Linked DNA regions of Mus musculus: region 1 is linked to region 2. The links are chromatin contacts, called in public Micro-C maps. All regions are on one chromosome and are shown on one strand. Each heading gives the region's core, a stretch centred on a gene start, on an enhancer-like site or on the middle of the called end of the contact. The rest is flanking DNA. Distances are from core to core; before and after follow the strand shown. Region 1 overlaps Mylk4 (myosin light chain kinase family, member 4). Region 2 has its middle 36 kb from the start of Gm40876.

The links. Hi-C and Micro-C count contacts between places; a contact is called where the count stands out from the background.
Region 1: a Micro-C map of muscle stem cells shows a contact between it and region 2, with 5 times the contacts expected there. The contact joins two enhancer-like sites. A contact is called at or near these places in 1 of 15 datasets of contacts at CTCF or cohesin (large pre-B cells) and 6 of 484 Hi-C or Micro-C datasets (the AML12 cell line, adipose-derived mesenchymal stem cells, cortical neurons and 3 more).

Annotation. Positions count from the first base shown.
Region 1 is chr13:32,719,550-32,725,524 of GRCm38.p6, forward strand. It overlaps Mylk4 (myosin light chain kinase family, member 4), which reads right to left. Exons shown (of 15, transcript NM_001368880.1): 6 at 5,230-5,335; 7 at 2,594-2,687; 8 at 2,409-2,518; 9 at 911-1,052. Among named protein-coding and RNA genes, the nearest start is that of Mylk4, 61 kb to the right of the region's middle. Within about 2 kb of position 2,337, at least 36 of the 459 cell types and tissues checked have an H3K27ac peak or open chromatin away from gene starts, as enhancers often do. A contact at or near this core is called in adipose-derived mesenchymal stem cells and muscle stem cells, where this site is marked.
Region 2 is chr13:32,425,794-32,432,225 of GRCm38.p6, forward strand. No RefSeq gene overlaps it. Among named protein-coding and RNA genes, the nearest start is that of Gm40876, 36 kb to the right of the region's middle. Within about 2 kb of position 2,873, at least 55 of the 459 cell types and tissues checked have an H3K27ac peak or open chromatin away from gene starts, as enhancers often do. A contact at or near this core is called in adipose-derived mesenchymal stem cells and muscle stem cells, where this site is marked.

The sequences.
Region 1 (5,975 bases), core at 1,087-3,586, 290 kb after region 2:
GGAAAATGAGAAAATGATCAAGCCACACAAGAAGATGCACTTTATGATAGTAATTCTAACAGACGGGATCAGGGTTATTAGGGCTTAGTCTCTTGTTGGCTTATCTAGAGCTGTTTACAATCCAGTTCTGGAGACTTCATAATGAGAAAGAGATAAAGAGTGGGAAGGAAGTGGACTGGCTTCCCTCATGCTTTCTGACTTGTGAACACTACCCTCTCTGCTTTTGGCATTGAAGCCCCACCTTCTACAGGCCTGCATTTCATTCTCCATGGCTTCTACTCAGAGGAAAGTAAGTCCCAAGCCAGAGTTTCCTGGAAGAATCCAAGAGGCTACTGGGGATTTTTAAGATCTGGAAAGGGCAGATGCAACTTGGGAATTGAAGACTAAAATTCTCCCACCATGGACTCTGATAGTAAGGAGTAAGGAATATTGTGCGAATAGAGCTGGTTTTAATTCTATACTTTTAGGGAAATGGCCTCCTGTGTTGATTTAATGTAGGTAATTATAAGAATCTCAACGAAAATCTCCAAGGACAGACATGCAAATAACAGCCCCTGAAGGTGGTGACAGAAGTTGAGAATGAGATAAAAACCCAAATGAGTGGTGTGACATGAGTCTGTCCCAGCATCTGGGGAAGCTGAATTGAGAAGATAGCTTGAGCCCAGAAGGTCATGATGAGGCTAGGTGAAGAAGCAAGACAGCTCAGAGGGAAAGAGAGAGAGAGAGAGAGAGAGAGAGAGAGAGAGAGAGAGAGAGAGAGAGACCCAGGTTGTTCCTGATTTCTGAAAACATGACCAGAAACAATACAACTTTTCAAAGCTGGTACATCATATTTCACAGGTCCCCCCCAACAGTGTGACAGAGGAGCTAACAAGGCTTTGCATTTCACAGGGTGAAAACCATGTTCTACCTTGAGATCCAAGTGGAGGATGTACATCTGGTGCATGTACCGTATCCCCTCACAGATCTGCTTCATGAACAGGATGGTGTCCAGCTCTGTCAAGTTGCAGTTTTCATCAATGATGCGGTCAAAGAGCTCCCCACCCTCCACACTGCAGAGGGAAGAGGTGAAACTCAGGTTTGACTTTGTAAACTCCACATGCTTTTCTTGTGCTCAATTGCTGCCCAAGTTCCTATTGCCCTTTCATAGGTGTGTGTGTGTGTGTGTGTGTGTGTGTGTGTGTGTGTATGTGTGTGTGTGTGTGTGTGTGTGTGTGTGTGTATGTGTGTGTGTGTGTGTGTGTGTGTATGTGTGTGTGTGCGTGCCCATGCACACGTGCACAGTTATTTCCTTCCTTTCTTTGCCATATGGGTTACATGAGTCTTGTGTTGGATACTTTGAGTACACCTTCTGCACATATGATCTTCAATGTCACATAACTAAAGTCTCAAAGTCCCTGTCACTGGTGGCTGCAGCTCTAGGGGAATCCAAGTCTATCACATAGCAGATACTGGGGATGAAGAGGACTCAAGGACTCTGAGGCGGGATTCCAGCTTTAACAGAAGGTGAGACACAGCCTTCGCCGTTTGAGTTCTTAGATTAAGTGTAATGGCAAAATGCTTTTATGTAGCAGACGCTGGATGCTTACATGTTCCAAATGCCTTCTATACCATGGCCAATAAACCTAAAACCTGAAATAAAAATGAACTGAGTTTTCATGTCTGTTCAGAATTAGAACTGCTTGCATCTTGGGGTGGGTGTGCTGGTGGTCACCGGTAGGACTTGGATGGAAACCAGGGCATCACATACACTAGGCAGGCAGTCTACCTCCCACCTGAGCTGATTGAATCTTTACAAAAGTGGTTCTGAAATGAAGCCGCTTAGCCTAGGATCAGGGGCTGGGCATGCGCTTTACGCTCATGAATGATTAACCACCTCATGCAGAGCGTCCTTTTGCTGGGGTTTAGCTACTCATTGTTACCTGGGATCAGTGTAGCACAAGATATTCTGAAACAGAGACTGCATTCACACAACGTATAGTGTCATAGTTGATTCATTTTACGATGAGCTGCTAGCTTATAAGCTACTATTTACCATGGTTATTTAAGTACTTATAGGCTCAGGAACACTCCCAATCTCAGGCATCCACTAAAGGCTTTAGAACATGCTCTTGAGAATAAGGGAAATAACTGTTGAGGGACACAAAGCTCACAAACCACTTTCCTCTAGACCGCCCAGGATGAAGTCCAGCCTTGGTTTGTGACACAGTTTAGATATAGGCCACATCTATTTTGTCCTGCTGTGTCTCATCAGTGAGTCACAATGGAAGACTGCACTTAACAGCAATTTCCTTTCTGACCCTGGCAAGATCCCATGTCTCTGGCAACTCAGATCCCATGGTTCTGGCTGAGTCATCAGTGCTGTGCAGAAGCTGTGTGAAGGTGGATGGGTAGGAGAGGACACCTACTACTCCATGACAAGGATGATGTCATGCTTGGACTCAAAGGCATCATAGAGCTGAATGAGGTTCACGTGGTCCAGCTGGTTCATGACGCTGATCTCGTTCTTCACATCCTCCTGAGGAAAAGGGAACAGTCAATTAGTGTGGTGAAGACTGGTCCAAATTAGAGACTCAACTCCCACTGCCCTTACCTTGTCCTTTGCACCTCTAGTCTTAATGATTTTAGCAGCCAGCTTCAGGCCTGTTGCTTTCTCTTCACACTTATGTACCTGACCAAAACGCCCCCTGCCAAAGAAGAGACAGTTTAGTTGGACACAGTAGTCTGCAGGGCCCTGTATCAGCCCCTGCCAGGTGGGACAGTATGAGTTGCCTAGGCATTTGTCTCGTGAGTGAGCAAACCTACAAGTACATCTAGTGTATCTAGAATAGCATTGGCCAAGGTGAGTTCTATGGGTTGCCTACGTCCCCCTCATAAATGGAACATTAAGAATACTGTTCCAGGGCCCTGCATTTGTCCTATTCATGCATGAAGGCATAGCCCCAGAGTTCATTCAGCTGATTCCTAGGCATACTAAAATTTGAAAACTACTAGTACAGATAATTAAAAACTTTCTGAATACATATAAATGTAGAAAATGGAATTTGTAAGCATATGAACAATACAACTTATGGGTCAGGGATAAAATTCAGGGATTAAAATCATTCTAGAAACTGCATTTAAATAAAATAACAATTTGCACATAGAATCATAAAAATCAAAAGTACATATTGTAGCCAATGAGTCCCCAGTGAAGACTTTTATGTTAGCTTAGATATCAACTTAATACTTTATAAGATAGCTGCTTCTATGGACATGGTTTAACTGTGTTCCCAGCGGTTCAAGTGGTAGAAACTGAGTCCTCAGAGCAGAGGTGCTGATAGTTGCATTGAGTCTTTAAGAGCTAGGACCTATTGGTAAGTAATTGTGTCACTAGAGCTTTGGGGAGTGAACTGATATAGTTCTTATTGTGCCCTAGTTAGTTGTCAAGAAAGAGTAATTACAAAGCAAACTCCAATTGTTCTATGGCTTCCTGTTCTATATGATTCGTTCTCTCTCTCTCTCTTCTCTCTCTTCTCTCTCTCTCTCTCTCTCTCTCTCTCTCTCTCTCTCTCTCTCTCTCTCTCTCTCTCTCTCTCTTTCTCTCATCTACTATGATGTGATGCAGCAAAAGGGCTCTTCACCATAGCCAAGTGATGCTGGTAACACACTACTAATTCTTCAGAATTGTAGACTGACTAACTTATCTTTGTGTCATCACAAAGTACCCAGCATTTCATTATAATAGAAAACAGATTACTATAGCATCTCACTTATGTAACTGTATTCAGAAGTACATACACAAGGGAAACTTGGCTTGCTTCCCTTAATGCTTATTTAATAAAGCAAGGTAGGACATAGGTCTCTGCTCTGCGCACAGTGGCTTTCATGGCAGAAAGGGAAAGGGAATCTTTCATAACAACATAGAGAACCAGAAAAAAAAGCATATTTCTGTCACCTGCCGAGATGAGTGTGATCATGCTTGACATGTACAGGAATAGTAGCACCCAAAATTACTCTGTACTACTATGAGTGCACATAAGTGACTGCTTAGATTCCAACACTCACTATAGTGGCCCTCTGTGCTGGCACATGTGAATACAGGCACATGTACTTCCCATGTAATCATAAATAAGAGAATGTCTTTTTTTTTCATTAGCACTAATCCTAGAAGTGCCTGGTCAGCAGTGATGTTCCTTCACTGTCTGACTCCAGTTATCTCTCCATGCTAAGGCTCTCACATGACTTATTCTAGAAGGACCTTGATACTGAGACCACCACATAAGGTCCATGCTGGAACACCAGACTCATGCTAGCTGAACACAGACTTGAGGTATACACAAGTTAGCCTAAGGGAAGGAAGGTTTCCTAAGGGAAGGAAGGTTTGTTTTGACTCCTGGGTTCAGAGGGTTCAGCCTATGCCCACCCAGCCCTGGTGCTTTGGGCCTGCAGTAGCATGGCACATCATAGCAGCAGAAGAGCTGCACACTTCATGGCAGCAAGGAAGCAAAGGGTAGAAAAGGATGAGAGTCGTTTCCACTTCTCCCTTCCAGGACTGGTTGCCTAATTTCATTCAGATACACCTCACTTCCTAAAGGTGCTGCCATCATCTAATAATGCCATGGAGTAGCCTATAGTCTCTTATACACATTGGTTGAGATTCTTTTTTAACCCAAATGACAACATTGACATATAAGTATCCTAACACCCAAGAAAAGAAGATGAACCAAAGAAAACTGTTGAGAATCCGGTGGTATTTGGCCTGTTTCAATGTCTCCTCTAAGTAAAAGATAAGCTACTGCATAATGAACACTTTACTACCAACATGTCTACTACTAACTAGTATCCTGTACTTGGTGCTAAAACAAAAGCTAAAACAACAGGAATGAAAAACCAGCAGAAATATGAACTCCATGGCACTGCAAAGGCATGGATCTGATGCATTTCACCTCCTAGGTGCTAACCCTGGCTTTAGACAGTTCCTGGACCTTTTGGCGAGTCACACTGGGTTTTTCCTACTCTCAGACTTTATGACATGGCAAATAAAGCCAATGTTAAACCAGAAGTATATGCCAACCTTATGGGACTGGTGATATTTTTCAAAAATGGTTAAAACCTCTTGAAATGTTTGTTCTTAGTGTTTTCAGTTCTCAAGTCAAGACCAGCAAACATTTCTTCATCTTGGGCTCGGCCTCGGGAAGGCTCCCTGATTTTACTGAGGGGTGGCTGTTCAAGCAGAGCTTCACTCACCCTCCTAGGATCTCAGATTTGCTCACGGTGTACAGATTGTCCACTGAAGCATGTTTGGCCATTACCATCCGATGATCAAATGGAGCGGCAGGAGCAGGGATGTCATCTGTAAGATGACAAGAGAGGGGCTGTCCATCAAGAAGTCTACCCCTCCTTTCTGCACCAAGTAACATGTCTAAGAGTAAAAATCTGCTCATGTAAAACTGAAATACAAATCAGTCACCTGTCTTATTCCTAATGACACTAGATATAAATTTCCACTTCTGGTATGAATGGACTTTAACTCAAGAATATGTTATCTGGTGTCTTTGAAAAGAAATGTCATTCACAAACTCTTTGGGGTCACATTTAGACAATGCAAAACAGCGAGAAATCTGAAGTTCCAAGGCAGTCATATTTCTGGGGCTGGAGCTGATGTTCAATGAAATACTCTCTTAGCATGGACGAGATTCTTGGTCTGATCTCCAGCAACTCAACTTTTTTTTTCTTGTATGCTTCCAAGCCCGGGACCATTTTTCATTTGACCATGAGAAATTAATTGAGCCATCTTTTTGGAAAATGACCCTGTATAATTCATATTTTAATTAAAGCATAGAGGAAAGGGGAGAAACATGAATTATTTCCTTATGTCACTGAAATATTTGATATTGTATATGACTCTTGTAAAATGTTTTAGTCTTTATTTCAGTGGCATTTTAAGTGCAGAGTTGAATTTTTGCTGGCTGAATGGAAATAAAACACCCAAT
Region 2 (6,432 bases), core at 1,623-4,122:
TTCATTTCAGCCTTGGGTTCAGGTTGAATTGTCTGGATTATCATCTCTCCATTGTCCTTGCTTGTGGTACAGTGACACTCAATTCTATGACACCTTTTCGGTGAGGATAGGAAGAAGTCATTTTCCCATCCAGTTTGTTCCCACACAATCTCAAAAAGTAACAGAGTAGACAAGGCAGTCGGCAGCAACCAAACATTCTTTGGCTGAAAGTGTGTGATAGATTGGCCTATTTCACCTTACCCCCAAAGAAGGAGCCTTTGCTCTCATTTCTGGGCAAAGCAAACTCATACACATGGATTCCACAGGAGTTTCAAACCACCTAACGTCAGATTCCAGAATGTCCCCTAATGATGCTTCCTCTCTTTTATGCGTCAATCCCAGTTAGACGCGGATGGCCTCAGATAGACGTGGAAAAGAGTATGCTATTCTGAAGAGGGTTTATTTTCAAGGCAATGCATTATGAATAAGTCCCTCTTGGGCAAACATTGGTTAGCAGCCTTGGGCATCTTTGCTCAAGACAAACCAAGAAGCCTCTTTCCCAGAATTGGCACAAGGATGTGTTGGGAGTAGGTGTTTGCAAACGGGTCCACTTCGAATTCGCTCATTAGTCAGTGTTAAACGCCTTCCTACAAAAAGACAATCCTGAGCCAGCTGGCATTTAGCCCCTCGGTATTCTCATTCTGGATAGGTTCTGGGGAAGCTGGGTGCAGAAGACACAATTCTGTTTCAAGTCAGTTCTCAGTAACACACGAGGCCCCAGACAGGTCACTTCATGAACTGGGGCCTGAGGTGTTTGCAGCAGACAATCACTAAGATCCTGGTACTTGAAGCAATTTGTGAATGAGTCTTTTGAACAAGTTCACAACCCTTAGACAAATGGAACACAGGTTAGAAGTTTATTTAGTGCGGCTTTTTATGGGAAAAGCAGCTGAACTGCTAAAGTCTCCCAGTTGCCTGCTACTGTTATTTACACCATCGGGCTGTTTGGCAATAATAATCACTTGATTTGGCTCATCCCAAGGAAAATAGGTTATGGGGGGGGGTTAAATAGGTTAGAGGAAGGTTTGGGTGCAGGTCTGGAGGACTGCATCTGGTGATTGTGTTTCTGCCTCCTCCACATGCGTATCTGAGAGACCACTGTTCCAGAACACCTGGCGCTTCCTTCCATGAATATCATGTTATTCTCATTAAGCCTAAGAACATGCAACAATTATGCAGAAGTGTGCATGTGGGGAACATTCAACACGCCCCACGAGGGAATAGGTATACAAAGCTGGCTTTGAACTTGAAAACCTGAGCCAGCCAGCATGTCACAGGTGAGAACGTGTGAGTGAGGGGGCGGTGACAGTTCTGGAACCGTTCATTCACGTATCCTGAGGTACACTCGGGCAATTGTTCTCTGTTTCCGGGAGGGTGGAGGGTGTGGGTCCTTGGCAGCACGTGCCAGATGCATAATGGCAGCCAAGAAATGCCTGCTTAGCCCTCTCCTCGCCCCTGTCTCCTGCCTCATCGCTGCTTCCCTTTCTACCTGATATCCCTCCTTTCCTTGAGGGGTTCCCCTTACATCATGGCGACAAAAGTACCTGTCAGGAAAGACGTCAGGTAGGGAGGTTTGACGTCAGCGTATTCAGCCCATCATGGTGGGGAGAACATAGTGGAGTTCAGGGTTTGGGAACAGCAGGCATGGGAGCATGGAACTGCATCTATTCACATTATGGGGGAAAGAGAGCGGCTGGAGTCTGGCTAAGTTATAAACTTTTAAAGTCTCACACATAAGCCCAGCTTCCAAAAGGCCCCACTCTCCCAAAACAACACCTCTTTCTAGAAAAAGATGAACAGAAGCTCAGAGAGGACATTGCAGATCCAAACCCTAACACTCGCCTCCTTTTCTGAACATTTTCTCCTGGGTCCTTAGGTGATGAACATGAACAAGATGGAAAGAAGTAGTAGAAACATGAATGTTACAGTCACAGTCATGGAAAGCTCAGGCACCATAGTTGGCAACATCCAGTTGACATATGTACATTATTGTCCTTCAGATATGGGCCATTAGCTGGGTGGCTGGCCTTCTCTTAGGTGTGTATAAGTGTAACATTTTGACTCAGACAGTGATTGTAGAAGGAAATAGAAGGATTTGCTGGTTGGGGATAGCAATCCTTCCTATCTAGCTAGGATCTTGGACACACACACACACACACACACACACACACACACACACACAGCTCTTCATTCTCACTATAAGCCAAGCAATACACTCTGAAAACAGATAAACTCAACTCATATACAACCAATATACATACATGTCATGCCACATATACCCAACACTCCTATCCCTCAGCACACACATCCAGCCACATGCATCACAAGCCACAATATAATACCCCAAATACCCAATCCATACATACAACACACACACACACACACACACACACACACACACATACACACACACACACGGGGACAGCCAGGTTTCAGGCCCTGGAGACCTTTGCACTGACAAGAAGAATGCCTGAAATCTTTTGTGTAATTCATATGCCTCATGATCCTAAAATAAAGAAAATGGAAATCTAAACCACCCCTTACATTCAGCAATAGCTGCTGGCCACCGGACTGCTAGACACAGGCTTTAGAGTTTACAACTGTCAAACAAGGAGGGTTTCTTCATGCAACCTCTGAATGGAGAAGGTCTTTCACCACCAAATAGTCTTCTGGTCCAACCAGTAAAGAAGTGAGAAGCCATTGTGAGAATACCGACCTTTTTGACAAAGGCCAAAAACTAGTTCACGGAAATCTTTCCCCACCCCAAGGGCCAGTGTGTGTAAAGAGTTTCCATGGCAACAGTATTTTATGAGCATGACTCACTTTTCTGTTTTTCAGAGAGCCCTTCACTCTGCCCATCTCTTTTAGTACATTTCCATTTGGTGTGGTTTGGCCTGTAGCAGGATGCAGCAGTGAACTGCTTGAAGCCAGACTCCCCAACCTTGGCGTACCTGAAGACCACATGTATGGCTGTAATTGTAAACAGCTGCCCACCCACCCACAGAACAGTGTGCAAGGCCATTTTTAAAAACAGTAAAAATAGCATGCCCCAGGGGCAGCCAGTTCATTTGTTAATTCAAAAAATATTTGCCACCAAGAAGAGTTGTTCTGAACACATACCCTAGTCAGTGTTTCAAAGAAGCCTCAAATGGTTAACCTTAGCAATTAGCAACAACAACAACAACAACAACAACAACAACAACAACCCAGTGACCATATGCATATTTATTGAGCACTTACTCTGGGCCTGGTACTGATCTGAGTACTTTGAGTGCACTGACTAGGTGAATCTTCTCCTGCCTCCAGGTCACTCTGTCACATGGAGAAGACGGATGCTGGCACAGGGCTTTCCAAGGTGTCAGGAAGGCTTTGCTTGGTCAAGAGAGCTTCTCATTGTGTTTCACAATTTACATATGGATAACTTTCAGTCTTGGGGAAATGAGACCAGAAATTCTCTCTGTCTTTCTGTCTGTCTGTTTCTGTCTGTCTGTCTGTCTGTCTGTCTGTCTGTCTGTCTGTCTTTAACTACCAACCCCCTTGTTTGGTCTTGTGACAGTGTTATCCTATATACTCCAGGCTGCTATCAAACTCCAGAGCTCAAGTGAATGCCCTGCCTCAGCCTGATAAGCAGCTGGAAGTATAAGTACCTGGCTATTCTCTTTTTTAACAAACACATAATAAGCACGTATGTTTCTAAAGTACAATGTGTGTTCTACTACACATCTGTGGTGTAATGAAAAGGACAAAATCATCAATTCTGAACGAAGGTCTGAATTTGTTACCCTTTTTTTGTTGTTGTTGTTGTTGTTGCTCTGCCAAATACCTGGTAAGAAACAACTTAAGGGAGAAATGTATTCTGGTTCAGGGTTTAAAAGGACACACAGTCAGTTCACCATGGTAGGGAAGGCCTGTCTGTGACAGTAGGAACATGAGCTTGAATCAGTAAGCAAGAATTTAGGCCAGAGGCAGAGCTGGCTTACAACCCCCAAGTATAACCCTAACAGATGTATTTATGCCACACAGGCCCAGAAGCAAAAGGGTCTGCAATGTCCCAAAACCAGCACCATCAACTAACTAATCATGAAGTACTCAAACACAGGAGCCTGCGGGTAACATTTCACGTCTAAACCATAAAACAACTACTAAACAGGTAAGTTACTGTCTTGTTTTGTGTTTCATTGCTGTGAAGAGACAATATGACCATAGGCAACTTTTATAAAGGAAAATATTTAATTGAGAGTGGCTTACAGTTTCAGAGGTTTAGTCCATTATCACCATGGCAGGAAGCATGGCAGTATGCGGGCAGACATGGTGCTGGGGAAGGAGGTAAGAGTTCTATATCTTGATCCACAGGCAACAGAAGGAATCCATGTGCCACACTGTGCAGAGCTTGAGCAGAGGAGACCTTAAAGCTCACCCCCACAGTGACATACTTCCTCCAACACAGTCACACCTACTCCAACAAGGCCACACCTCCTAATAGTGCCACTCCATATGGGCCAAGCATTCAAATACAGGAGTCTATGGGGCCATACCTATTCTAACCATCATAGTTACTATGGGTCTTTTCAAGGTTGTTACTCTGTATTAAAATAGATCAATTTAGGTAGCACTTCTCAAGCTGGACCTCAGATCTATTTTTTCCACTACTGATCTTAATAATCTGATACTACAGCTGTCCCTGCGTAATGTTCTTATGGAGAAGATATTGTTCTTAACAGGTCTGCACCAACCGATTCCCTTAACACTTTTCTGGATGGTCGTATGAAATGAGGTATCTAAGCAACATTGTCCACTATTTTTGCAATGTATATTGCACCTACTCTATGTTAGACTTGGAGAAGGCATGGTTAAGAGAAGCTAGTGAACTTGTCGAGGTGATTAAAGATGGGCAGAGTCATGACAAAGGACTCTGTCAGGGCCTTCCTGAATTCTAGTGGATTTTTATAGATACATGCAAACCAACTAACAGTTTTCTAAACCATAAATCTTTGTCAGCCCTTGAGGCTGGCTGCTACCGTGATACAGGGAAGAAGAGGAGATATAAGCGATCTGTGTTGAATGCGCTTCTGCAGAAATTATCGGACTCATTACACATTGGCAATGATTATGATGAATAAAAACAAATAAACAATAAACATGCAATTTTATTAAATTTCTCCAGTCAATCTCTGTAGTAGGAGTAGTTTTTAATCTTGGTTTTCAACGTGACTACTAGATAGACTTAGAAGGCAAGCATCTCAGCATGGTCTGTGGGATTTTCTTGGTTGGATTATTTGAGGCAGGGAGACCCATCTAAAATCTGGGCCATACCTGCTTGTGGAAGCCCATATAAAAGGACTTGCAAGAAGGAAGCTTTTGCTTCTTGCCTGCTGTCCCTCACTAGCACTGGCAAATTCATCTCTGACATTGCTGGGACATTCCTTTGCTGGGATTAGAACTTATTCTTTCAAGGTTCCAATCAGTAGCTCTCTAGGAATCCCCAGAGAATCTACCCCCAAACTGGGATTGCTGAGCCATGCAATCTCTTGGACTGGTCAACTACTGGATTCTTGGCTTTCCTGTTTGGCAACAACCATTATTAGACTACCAGGGCTATAGTTTGTAAGACACGCTGATTCAGTGGTTCTCAACCTGTGGGTCATAACCCCCTTGGATATCAGGTATCCTATATATCAGATATTTCCATTATGATTCATAACAGCAGCAAAATTAGAGTTATGAAATAGCAATGAAATAATTTTATGGTTGGGGGTCACTACAACAGGAGGAACTGTTTTCAAGGGTTGCAGAATTAGGGAGGCTGAGAAACCAGTGCTCTAATAAATCGTGTATGTGTGTTTGTTCATTCAATCAGTTCTGTTTCTTTAGAGAACCCCAGCTGATACACTAATACAGATGATAAAGCTACTTCAGTAACCTTCTCAAAGTTATTTATGTTAAGAATTCTCAGAATACAGCCTGGAAGAGGTGCACAGGAACTCCATTTGTTCACTCTGCTGGCCTGTGTGTGAGAGTCCTAGCATCCCCCATGCTAACACTGCCTTTTTTAGTCCAGTGTTCATCTGCATATGCCAATTGGGTGAAAGGTTTTATGGTCAGACCTTGGCTGTCCCTTTTTATTGACTTTGGTTTAACTGGATCCTTCACTTCAGTGTTAGAATTTAATATAACTCTCAGCTCCACCTACACATTTGGGAGTGGTTTTCAGAAACAAACAAACAAACAACAGAATAGCCTACAGGGCAGCAAGATGTCATGGTGACTTAAATATTCACTTCACAAAACAAAAGGCATCTTCATGTTACAAGCTTTTAACCAAGAAATTAAGAGCATGAGGATAGAACAATGCAGGTCTCAGGTACCAAGCTGAGGAAGGATGGAGTGATCTGG